3 separate regions of the Zea mays genome follow, and regions 1 and 3 are each linked to region 2. A link is a contact called in public Hi-C data. All regions are on one chromosome and are shown on one strand. Each heading gives the region's core, a stretch centred on a gene start, on an enhancer-like site or on the middle of the called end of the contact. The rest is flanking DNA. Distances are from core to core; before and after follow the strand shown.

Region 1 (4,103 bases), core at 268-2,767, 170 kb before region 2:
ACAGACTAAAATGTCAATATCATCTGTCCATTATTTTTGTAACAGTTGTAGACTGTGGACCCAAATGCATGATCATGCTAATAAAACCAACAATTACTCCCAGTAATTACAGAAAAGAGCATATTACCTGTGTATTCTCTAGATTTTTGTAGTCCTCAATGAAATGTGTAATAACTGGAGTCGGTATCACATAACCTATGTTCTCCGCATCTTCATGTTTAAGAGACTGAAAAGCTATACCGACACATTTTCCCCTATCATTAAAAGCTGGGCCACCTGAATTTCCTGAATTAATAGCTGCATCTATCTATTAACAAGACAAGGTATTAGACACGTCGGTGAGCCGATAAGTCATGATTTCTCAAAATATTTACTTCACTTGCAACATCTATCTTTATAAAAAGATTTATTTGAAGTTATCATAATTTCAGAAAAAAATGTACCTGCAATCCTAGAAGTTCTATAGAACCATGAACATATAAAAGCATTTCTATCCTAGAGACCACTCCACTTGTCACGGATATGGTATCTCCTCCAATTGGATAGCCAACAACAGTAACTGCATCCTGAAGGACTGGTAATGTTCCAAACTCAATAGGTGAAACTCCTTCCCAGAATTCATCATCATTGACAGTTAAGAGCGTTGAGACAGATACAACAAACGAATAATATCAAATTAGATTGCATAAGCAACATGAAAAATCAACTGTATGATAAGTACCATGCCATAACTCAAATGATGCTATAGCCTCAGAAGTTTCATAGATACCATAAAAAATGATCTTGGTGTATTTCTCTAAGAAAACAATAAAGAAATTACTATGCATCCGATTTTCACGACTACAATGGACAAACCCAACATCACAATAAGAAGAAAAAAAACTAAGAGTAAGAAATAAACAATGGAGACAGTGGCAGGGATGGGGAGAGCGGTCGCACCAATGTCGCACTCTGTGCCGATGGCCAGGACGGTGGCAAGGTACTCCACGGAGTGAGCATTGGTGAGGACATGGTGGCCGCTGATGATAAATCCGCTGCTGCTGGAGCAGTACTGCCGCTTCCGCTGCCACGGTAGCGAGATGTTGGGCTCCGTGTGCACGCAGAACACCTTGACCACAGCGTCCATGCATGGCACTACCCTCACCACCTCATCCCAGCTCGCGGGGCCTGACTCTGCCACTGCCACCACATCGCCTCCGTTTGCCACCGGCTTCGGCTCCCCGCGGCGGGGTGGAGATGGAGGACGCGTGGCGTCCACGTCGGCGAGGGCCTCATGACGTCGCGGCTTGCGGCCACGGCGCCCAGCCGGAGCGGGGGCGACCGAGGGAGAGGGGGAGGAGTGGTCGGGGGAGGGCGGCGATGCCTTGGGCTTGCGCCCCCGCTTGTGCTTGTGCTTGTTGGAGGCGGAGGAGGGATCGTCCATGGCGGCGGGCTAGGGTTTCGCCGCGAGGAGGACGAGCCGAAGTGCCGAACCGAGGAAGATGAGGAGTGTCGGCTCAGTTTGAGGCGGGCCGTGCAGGCCGAATTGGGCTGGATTGATTCAGGGTTCCACTGTTTCACAGACTGTAGTGTTTTTGTCAGTTGTTTGCGCATCGTGACGTTCCATTGTTTAGAGGTTGAACTTAAATCTCATCCTGGATTGATTTAGGTTTTGTTTTTTTTCTTTTTTTATTTCTTTTTCTAAATTTGAAATACATTTTTAAATAACCCTACAATTCATAGTAATTAAACAAAAATTATTTATAAATAAAATATTAATTTTTGGGCTAATACTTATTATATTTTTTTTATTTACTAGGATTTTCATTTAAGAAGAAATGTTATTCAATAACCAAAAATCAATCATGCGCAATAAAAGAATTATTCCAAATGCAAATACATAACAAACACTTAAAAGAATCAATCATGGTCGCTAAAAATCATGTTTACTTGTTTTAATTAATTTTTAGTCACTAACATCTACAGGTATGTTCAGGCTATAAGATTTGATAGTGATCCTTGCTCTATAGCGACCCACCGCTAGTCCCCGACGACATCTATAGCGACCAACCATAAGTTGTTATATTTCTAGACTTTTAGCGACCAATCGACCGTTGCTACAAAAGGATTTAGCGACTGACCGTCGGTCCATAACCTTTAGCAACCAATAGTTGGTACCTAATAAGGGTCACTAAAGATCAACCGTCGTGTAGTGAAAGGTAAGACAGAATCGAGAAAAGTATAGAAAGAATCAGAGTAAGGTAAGTAGGTAATGGTTATGTCCATTTCTATCTAGGTTTCGTCCTATAGTCAACATTGCTCTGATACCACTTCTGTCACACCCGGGTTTCGGGGCACCAAGACCCGGGCGCGAACATAATCACCAGGTGTGCTGGGACCAAGTCTCACACATATGATGAATCATGGAACAGGATCGAATGTCACATTTTTACTACTTAACAGGAATTCTATACAAAATAAATAATTACATTATAAGGAGACAACGGTCCATCAACCCAAAGTTGACTGGGAGACGACGGCCTAGACCTCTCCGAACTCGCCACAGCATCCTCCATGCGCCTCATCCTGCGGTACCTGTTCTTGACCTGTGTGGGGGGGTGTGAGACAGCAAGAGAGAGCTCACATACGTTCATCGCTCAACAAGTTGTGGGGAATAATGTGCATGAACTCGCCAAAGGTGGGAGCTCACGTGAAGTGTAAGGCTTACCAAAGAGGATGGTTAGAGCTGAGCATTGCTTTTAAAGTTGGTGAAAATTTTATTAGCAATTACTAAGTATAAGTAAATACCAACCCAATTAAGAAAAGTAATAACATCACCTGCGATGCAATGCATATGACAAATTGAATTTAGTTCCATAAATTAATCATGTGAGGGTCCGAGCTGCTCATGACCGTGAGCACGGCTAGTATACCAGTTTTACACTGTGCAGAGGTTGCGCATCTTTACCCACAAGTCATGTTACCCATCTGCCAAGGGATCGCGACTTCCCATACACCTCTACCGAGGAGGCGAGGCAGGGTAACACTACGAGGCCTTTACAAAGTTCCACTAGCTTCAGAAAACCCGCTACAGTTTATAGGAAGCTCCAATGCAGGGTTCTTGCCTGACCGCCATCGCAGCGAAATCAACCAAGGACCTCCCTACACTGACCACTCCCTTACTGCCCTTGCCCCTTTCGGGTAAGGTAGTCCTCCACTAGCTTTCCTAATTAATCAGCCAAGGGCGTCCATAAACCCTTGTGGTAGCACTGTTTTCCCGGGTGGTCGCTCCATATTCCAATTAACATAATGATCTTATCATGAACAGTGATAATAAACAGATAATAAAAGTATAATCGTGAACAATGTATCTTCATACCCAAAACCACATAAAGCACTAGCAAGTACTACCCAAAAAGTTCAGTGGTAAACAAGGTATAAAGATAGACAAACTAGGGTAACCTATTGGGTCCCATCAAAATTAACCTATGCAGATCATTATGATTAATCAGAACATGGCTGGGTAAAAAGAAGTGATCAAGGGCACAACTTGCCTTCAATGAGCTCCTGCTCAGCTACTTCTACTTGTTGAACCTCAGAATCCACAGTGGCTTGCTCGTCTACTCGCATCAACACAATACATACATAGTATAGCAAAAATTAACATTGCACCAAACATGTGAATAAAATACACAATAAAAATCTACACAGTAAAATAAAATCATAGGAACAGAAATCATAATTTTTGGTATTATAGATTTTAAGATATGAATTTCCTAAGGTTTAATGTGCTTGAAATAGGATTAAATGAGAAATTAATTTTCTAACTGTTTTCATACCGAAACAGAGACACTAAATGATAGACAATAATATTACAAAAATTTAGAAATTGATATGGATTAATTTGGACTAAATATGAAATTTCTATGAATTTTACAAGTTCTAGCACTTATTTATATATTAAAAATCCATTTATAACTTAAATTCTCTGGTTTTATACTATTCTGGATTGGGCCTCAATTTCTGGAAAGTCCAGGGGTCTCGGGGTAGAATTCCTAAGACACAGGGAACAACCGAGGTGGATGGCGGGTTATTTTCTAGAAAGGTTATGGACTCATACGCAA
Region 2 (4,046 bases), core at 1,445-3,944:
ACTGTTCATTGTCCGGTGCCCTAGCCACGTCAGTTGACCGTTGGAGTCTGTAGCAGTCGACCGTTGGATCCGACTGTTACCCAGACTGTCCGGTGCACACCAGACAGTCCGGTGCTAAAGCCCGAGGGCGCCTGACTGCGGGCCCCTATGTGCAGACTGTCCTATGTCCCACCGGACATGTTACTGTTCACTGTCTGGTGCGTCACCAGTGCGTCGGCTGACTGCCCACTTCATGGATTTCTTCACTGTTTCCTTGGGCTTCTATTGTTCTTGAGTCTTGGACTTCTACGCTTCTTTTATGTCTTCTTTTGAGGTGTTGCATCCTCAGTGTCTTAGTCCAATCCTTTTTGCATCCTGTGAACTATAAATACAAACACTAGCAAACATATTAGTCCATAGGTTATGTTGATCATCAAACACCAAAATCCCTTTAGGTAAATGGACAGGGGTCCATTTTCCTTACATACATCTAGTTATTAGTATTATTGGGTAGGCATGCTAGTGCTCTACTTGGTTTAGGGGATAAAATTACACAAGAAAGATGGGTATTGTTTTGTTTGTTTGAATATTGCTATGTTCATATGAATGTTATTCTTTGGAAACTTGGATATTGTTGTGGATGTTGTTTTGTTAATTGTTGTACAAGATCACTATATTAAATTAGAACATTGGAGTGACAATCCGAGAAAACAGTGCAACCACAAGGACTACTATGGCTCAGGCCTTGGCTGATTAATCAGGGATGCTAGTTATAAATTAACCTTACTCAAAAGGGGCAAGAAGGGAGGTGTTGCTCAAGTTCGGATCGGTTCTCAAACTCGTTTGCTCTATGGTAGCTTATCAGTAGAGGGATGTCTCTACCACCTCGCCTGAAACCTTAGCGACTTTTCTCGTACTAGTGGATCTTTATAAAAGCCTTGTAGCGTTCTTATGCAATCACACATCAGATGTGTGATATTGTGCTTGACCAACACAACGTGGTTGGGTAAAAAGTTCTTTGAACTTTTATGTGACTTGTGGATAAAGATGCACAACCTCTACATAGTGTAAAACCGATATATCAGTCGTGCTCACGGTCAAGAGCGACTTGGATCCTCACATGATTAATATATGGAACTAAATTAAATGGAGTTGTAGGTGGTTTATTTTTGGTATTTAATTTATGATCTCTTTATTTAATTGAGAAGTTATAAACTTATACTTAAAAATTGCTAATAAAATTTAAAATGCGGAATGCTACATCTCCAGCCTTATCCTTGATAAGTCTTACACTACACTTTTTCTATACACTTGTTGAGTACCAACTATAAGTGTATCCATTCTTATTGTTGCTCAAAACGAGGATAACAAGATGAATATTACTACGAAGAATTTAAAGAGTTTTAGGATGTCGTCGCTACGGTTAATCTGCCTGTGTCTTGTTATCGGGATCATCGTTTTTTAGATTTTTCTATTTTGTTATTTTTGGAAAGACAACTTATTTGTATAATAAACTTTGTGACATTGGTTTTATACGCTGAGTCACACATGTGTGTAAAATTAATCCTAACACATATATGAGATGCATATGAATTTGTCATGAAATCCGAGTGTGACATCTTTGATAGGTTTGGACATTACCATTCAGTTGATTATGAATGCTTGAGCATGTAACAAACAAATGCTCAATAGAAGAGCTTCGGTACATTAAGAGATTGTTTGGTTTGAAGCATCAATCTATTCTAGATGAGGTAGTGCATCATGAGTTTATTGTATATATTTGGTGGAATGAACTCATTCATCATATTATTACTAATTATTAGTCTATGAGAAATAAAATGGTGATAGATCAACTCATCTTATTTCACAAACCAAACAAGAAACTGAGGAGTGAGAAGATTATGAATTATCTCATTCCTCAACCAAACACGATATAATCCTCTCATAAGCATTCTTACGGGCTCATTTGGTGACCAATGATCACGAGGATTGAAGAGGATTGAAGGAGAAATTAGTTTATTTCCCACTCAATCATCTCCAATTATCCCGTCGTCTCCTTGTGACCAAATCATTCCGTAAGAATTTCATAGCCGAGATTATGTTTGAGTTAAAAAAGTCACTCCTTAAAATAAAATGACACCTCTTGATAAAATACGACAAAATCTAAGGGTGAAAACGCGAGTGCCAGGCCAGCACACACAAAAAAAAAAGATCTTATGAAAATTCTTGACGCTATAGACACCACGAGTCCACGACACGGCGCCCTTTCCCTGTCCGTCCTCCGTCGTCTCCGCCGGCTCTTCTTCACTCCTCTTTTCCGCTGGAGTCCCCGATCTCCCCCGCATTTCCCACTCCCACTTCTAGCCTCCCCCACGCCCCCATCCTCAGTTCCTCACCACCACTTGCCCCGCCAATTCCCAAATCTCCCAGGGGCTTCTCCGCTTACCACCCCCGCCCGCTCGCGATCCCATCGCCTCGACCCGACCCGAGACTTGCTCGTCGCGGAGCGCCACCACCACGCCTCGCCGCCGGCGGCGAGTGGACAAGCCTAGGGCTTATCTACGGGTGATGGCGGCCGCGCCGGCCGCCGCAAGCTCGACCGTCTCCTAGGGCGGCGGTTACCCGAGGCTGAGCTCGTGCGCGCGCGTGGGGGGATCCTTGTGCTCAGCTCGCGAAACCCTAGGGGCAGCAGGAGGCGAAGCTTGCAGGGCGGCGATGGACGTGGACTCCCGCATGGCGACAGAGTCCGACTCCGACTCCGACGCTCGCGGCGGCGGGTCGGGGTCCGGGAGCGAGACCCCCACGGCGTCCGCGTCCGCGTCCGCGTCCCCGTCCACGTCCGCGCCCGCGCCCGGGACGCCCACGGCCGCGGCCGCGTCCCCGGGGCTGGTGGCGGGGCCCAGGCCGGCGCCGGGGTACACGGTGGTGGACGCCGCGATGGACAAGAAGGAGGACGGGCCGGGATGCCGGTGCGGGCACACGCTAACGGCAGTGCCGGCAGTCGGGGAGGAGGGCTCGCCGGGGTACGTGGGCCCGCGCCTGATACTCTTTGGTGGTGCCACCGCGCTCGAGGGCAACTCTGCCACGCCGCCCTCGCCGGCTGGGAGCGCCGGGATCCGTACGCCCCCTTCAACCTCAGCTTACTCCATGATTATTGTAGTTTCTTGAGAGATATGCGACAGGTTTGCTTGTTAATATCGCTTTGGAGTAGGAGCTGGGGAAAATCATGTTTTGTGATAGAATGCTTTAGTGGGTATGCTAGAGCGGATTTGTGGCTTTAGGGTTTCAGTCACTCCAATTTACAGTTCAGTGTAGTGGCTGTTGGACGTGCTTGCACTGATAGTTAGGATTAGGATAAAAACAAATAACTAGCTGGGAATTTGAACTGCTGTCTGATTTGAACGGTGATTATTACTGAGATGTCAAGGTACTATGCGGTTTGGTAATTCCATGTGTGCATGCTGTTACTTGGGGAACAAGTATGGTGCTTTTATATGGTTTGAGTTGCCAAGCTTAGTTAATGAACAAATAGTACTCTATTACTTTTTAATCGCAGTTACTTATCAAAGTAGAAATTTTATTACAGCTGTGGGACATTCTTGTATTGAGAATAATTAGGACATTATGGTTCTCTTTTACACCTATTTTTGCTGCCATCCATTTGCTTTAGCATTATGATTGTGTGGTAATAGAATTATTCAATTCAGTGTCCCCATATATTGGAATGCTACTATGGAATTTTTGCTATGGTCAGACATTATGGAGATTCATCGAACACTGTATAGCAAGCTTGCGAAAGGGCCTCTAGCGTAGCACCTCCAGGTCCCGGTTTCGATCCCGAACGTGGTGACTTTCTGGCTTGGTTAAAAAAATCCCCTCGTTGTGCCCCGCCCGCTCTCGGGTTACGTCCTGCTCGCCACCCTCCGGCTGGGCCGTTGCAGAGTGGCCGGACGGCCCGCTAGTGATGGGGGGCCAGGGTTTGGTAATTTTCTCGGCCGGGACCATGTTTAGGTCTCTTCTTAATATAATACCGGGAGGGCGGTCTTTCCCTCGCTGGCCGATATTAT
Region 3 (4,665 bases), core at 1,262-3,761, 200 kb before region 2:
AACGCCGATGCGGAGGCACCCGAGGATGCAGAACGCGGCGGAGTGGCCCAATGGCGGCGTGAGCTTTCTCCAGCGTGCAATCGCGCAAAGAACAAAGCAACGAACGGGGAAATAGGGGCAGGGGGATTGCTCACCTCGAGAGGAAACTCTGGAGCACCTGAGCAACGGCGGGGACGCAGGGTTGCCTTGGGTCGACGGCGGCGGGCTTTGACTGCACGGGGAGAACGCTGGTGAGCACGGACCGGGCAAAACAGAGAGACTTAGGGCAAACCGGAAGGTGTCCCGCGTTGCTGGCCGAGGCAACGGACGCGACAAACGCTCAACGACGGCCACGAAACGACGGCGAACCTTCGACGGAGTTCCACGGGCGCGTGCACAGAGCGAGAGAGAGAGCGAGGGAGTTCAGGTGAGAGCGCAACTGGGCGAGGGGAGTGAGTGCGTGGGCGTGGGCTGCAGAAAAGGGCTCGGGCGTGAGGGTCATGGCCAGAAAACGCGCGGTCGTGGGCGCGTCCACGACGAAGAGTGCGGGTAGGAGATTAGGGAAGAGGGGAGTGGCTGACAGGTGGGGTCCGTAGACCAGCGAGGGTGAGCGGGCGAACGGGCGGTCAGCGCTGACAGGAATGTCCCACCAAGCAGCGAGCGAGAGCGGCCACGAGCGCGGGTGGGTTGGCGCCGACAGGTCGGTCGCATCGGGCAGCGGGAAGGGAGAGAGGGAGAGAGAGCGCGCGTGTGCGGACGCAGGCGGTCGCTGGCAGGTGGGGTCCACCTGTCAAGCGACGAAGAAGCGCGCTGGCGTCCTGGCTAGGCCGAGTTGGGCCGGCTTGGGCTGAAATGAGTTTTTCTTTTTTCAGGGATTTTCTTAATGCTTTTCTTTTTATTTTCTCTAGGGTTTTCAAATCAAATTCAAACCAAGTTTCAAATTCAAACCCACTCAAACATGTGCATCAATTCAAAGAATATTCTAGGCTCAGCATGATGCAACAATTCATGACTCATATAGTTTTGACAAAGTAATTAACTAATCCCTCACTTAAGTAACCCAATTCTATTAAAAAGGAAGAGAGAGGGGTGACTAGAGAGAAAGACAATGATAACACTTGAATTTGGTACGCATTTAGAGAAGAAATTTTATACCCCTAAATTGAGGGTGTTATACTATAGATATGATATAAAAAATCATTCAAACTCAACACGATACGAAGCCATATGCAGTGTGACACTTTTATATAGTACCACTCCATTAAATGAAGGAGGACGAACGATCGAGTGAGCTATAAAGAAAGAGAGTCGAGTTTTTTTTCAACTCGTACCTTTTTCAACCTTTTGCATAAAGTAAATTATAATATTTATTTTTATTAATTTAATATTAATATCTGGTATATAGATCGTATATTTAATTTGATGTTAAATTTATTTACCCTCTAGACTGGCTTATTAGGTTCTCTTGTCAGTGACTAGAGATGGCAATGGGTACCCAAAACCCGAAACCCGATGGGTTTTTACCCCATTAGGGTACGGGTTTGGGTCAATTTTCATACCCATGGGTTTGTTAATGGGCATAAATCTATACCCGGCGGGTTTATGGGTACGGGTTTGTTCCTATAGTACCCAAACCCGTGAACCCGTGGGTTTTTTAAACCCGACCAAACCTAGTGCATATTGTCATTTTATTTTATAAATGACCAACAAACTTGTTATTCCTTATTTACTTCATAATTTTTATTAATTGATGAATGTATCAGTAGTCGATGAGAGTGTTGCTTGCTTGCTATTATAGTTTTTACTAGCGTTATATATGTGGTGGATGGATAACTTAGTGCAAGGTCACTTAATTATACAACTTATTATTTGTATTTCATTCTCTCTACTAATAATTTTTATACCAAATCATGAACTCGTTGTTCATTACATAGATTTTGGATCATGATCTCATTAATCATTACGATACTTATTGATTATGAGAAGAACAAGTATATTGGAGATGAAACCCACGGGTAACTCATGGGTACCCGCTAACCCGATGGGTACGGGTTTGGGCAAAATCTCAAACCCGTCATGGGTACGGGTTTTTAATGGGCATGGATATTTTTCACGGGTACAGGTTTGGGACGGCAAAACCCAGCGGGTTTATACCCGTTGCCATCTCTATCAGTGACACATCACTGCTAGTAACACCTGGCCCAATTCAATCAATAACACCACATTAAATATCATTGTATGCCATAACAATAATTAATACCATCAAATATAACAATAATTAATACCATCAAATATGATTATGTGCCTTATCAAACACAAGTACTTCAAAAGCATCCTGTTTATTTGACTTTAATCCCTACCCGTTTCTACTATTTTTATAGTATTTTTGTTTCTATAAATTAGAGTTGTACCGTTTTAAACACCTAACTTTAATCCGAACCAATAAGCTATTAATTATTATTGGATTTTAATGGGAATTGGGATACATCAAATCATTTAATTAAGATGATTGATTGCACGGATATTATATTTACGGATATTATATTTACGGTACCCCTTGTGTCCGGATAAAAGGCAGCGAGCGCCATCGTTCATCACTCCCTCGTCCCCCTTCCACTTTCCCCACCTCACCCGGTCACCCCTTCTCTGCCTCGTCTCCACTCCTCCCCCCGCCGCCCTCGCCCCAGAGCCCCGCCGCGCGATTGGGCTCTGCACCCTCCTCGGATCCGCTGCCGCACGTCGTCGCCAATCGACATTCCCCGTTTCCCTCCGCCGGTTCCCGTTGCTGCGCCTGCCTGCTTTACCCCCTTACCGTTTCCTGACCCTGTCCTGGTTCGCGGGTTTCCCGAATTCGCGCGCTCTTGCGGCGGCGAGATCCGGCCCGCTCGTCGTAGGGAGAGGGAGCCGACCGCTCCTGATCCGAGCCGCGCCCCGCGGGGGTTTCGTATCCCGTTCTCCCTTCTGGTCCGGCCACAGGATCGCAGTCGCAAGGCTGAGGAGCAGCAGGGGAGATGGCGCCGCCCTACGTGCTGTCGCTGCTGCTGCTGCTGGTGCTGTCCGTCCCGGCCGTCTTCCTCGTCGCGCCGCGCCTCATCCCGCCCCGCGCGCTCCCGGCCATCCCGGACGCCGACGAGACGGAGGACCTCGCGCTGTTCCGCCGCGCCGTGCTCCTCTCCGCCGCGCCCTCCTCCAAGGCCGGCGCTGGCCCCGCCTCCCCCTCGCGTTTCTTCGGCGCTGCCCACCGCCGACAGAGGAAGCAGAAGGTGGCCTTTCTCTTCCTCACCAACTCCGACCTCGTCTTCGCCCCGCTCTGGGAGAGGTTCTTCGCGGGCCACCACGGCCTCCTCAACGTCTACGTCCACGCCGACCCGGCTGCGGCGTTCGCCCTCCCGCCCACGCCCTCCTTCCGCGGCCGCGTAATCCGGGGGAAGGCCACCCAGCGCGCCTCCGCCACGCTCATCTCCGCCGCGCGCCGCCTCCTCGCCACCGCGCTGCTCGACGACCCGGCCAACCACTTCTTCGCGATGCTCTCCCAGTCCTGCGTCCCGCTGCGGCCCTTCCCGGCCCTCTACCGCACGCTCACCGCTGACACTGCCGGCCCGCGCGGCCGCCACCGCAGCTTCATCGAGATCCTCGACGCCGAGCCCACTCTGCACGACCGCTACTACGCGCGCGGCGACGACGCCATGCTCCCGGAGGTGCCCTACGAGAGCTTCCGCGTCGGCTCCCAGTTCTTCGTGCTCACCAGGAGGCACGCTGTCATGGTGGTCAGGGACAGGAGGCTTTGGAACAAGTTCAAGCTGCCGTGTCTCGTCAAGAGGAAGCACTCGTGCTACCCGGAGGAGCACTACTTCCCGACGCTGCTGGACATGCAGGACCCCGCAGGATGCACCAAGTTCACGCTCACCAGGGTGAACTGGACCGACTCCTTTGACGGCCACCCGCACACGTACCAGCCGGAGGAGGTGTCCCCGGAGCTCATCAGGGACCTCAGGAAGTCCAATGGCACATACTCCCACATGTTTGCGCGCAAATTCGCGCCTGGATGCCTTGCGCCGCTCATGGAGATTGCCGACTCTGTCATTCTCCGTGACTAGGCTGCTTCTTAGCATCCCTCCGTTTGCATTGCACGACCGGAAGAGCTGAGGTAAATAACGTCCTGCATTTGTTCCAGTTTCTACTGTGCCAAGTTTCGTTAGGTTGCAATGGAAAACAGAGAGCACGGATAGGAAATTGATCATAATCAGGGGGTGTGTTTGATTCAAATAAATCCTTTCAACTGACTTACAGAAACGTTATTAACCTCTCATATTAAGACTGTAGAGTGCGGTAGTGCCTTACCACCTTACGTATTCACACAAAAAACTTTTGGAACCGTTAACTTGCAAGAGTAATAGCTTAGTAATTGTATTAAGTTGGGCATTTCATATTTGGTTGCATCTGGGTTTATTTGCTTCAATGCATATATTTCGTAAACAAAACAGATAGTTGTAGGATGTTACCTTACTTCTTCACATTCACATGCTTGCAGACTGTTTAGCCTGTAGAAGAACATAACGTAGTATTAACTCTGATAGCATGCAGAAGATTGCAAGACCATATTTGCCGCTGTATGGCCCATTTCTTGGTCTTAAGCTGGGGGGTCATGGATCAGGTTCATGAAAAGAATATAACGGAAATTTCGTA

The links. A called contact is a pair of places that touch in the nucleus more often than the background predicts.
Region 1: a Hi-C map of leaf shows a contact between it and region 2, with 4 times the contacts expected there. The contact joins the promoter of LOC100277210 here to the promoter of LOC103650267 in region 2. A contact is called at or near these places in 2 of 25 Hi-C or Micro-C datasets (ear and leaf).
Region 3: a contact with region 2 is called in a Hi-C map of leaf, with 4 times the contacts expected there. The contact joins the promoter of LOC103650268 here to the promoter of LOC103650267 in region 2. A contact is called at or near these places in 2 of 25 Hi-C or Micro-C datasets (both in leaf).

The regions. Positions count from the first base shown.
Region 1 is chr3:112,356,966-112,361,068 of Zm-B73-REFERENCE-NAM-5.0, forward strand. LOC100277210 reads right to left here and starts at 1,518. Exons shown (of 4, transcript NM_001150845.2): 1 at 940-1,518; 2 at 444-607; 3 at 128-307. The coding sequence starts at 1,423.
Region 2 is chr3:112,524,238-112,528,283 of Zm-B73-REFERENCE-NAM-5.0, forward strand. LOC103650267 (serine/threonine-protein phosphatase BSL2 homolog) reads left to right here and starts at 2,695. Exons shown (of 21, transcript XM_008675876.4): 1 at 2,695-3,097. The coding sequence starts at 2,695.
Region 3 is chr3:112,321,026-112,325,690 of Zm-B73-REFERENCE-NAM-5.0, forward strand. It overlaps LOC103650268 (Core-2/I-branching beta-16-N-acetylglucosaminyltransferase family protein), which reads left to right and starts at 2,512. Exons shown (of 2, transcript XM_008675877.4): 1 at 2,512-4,126. The coding sequence starts at 2,991. The coding sequence ends at 4,076.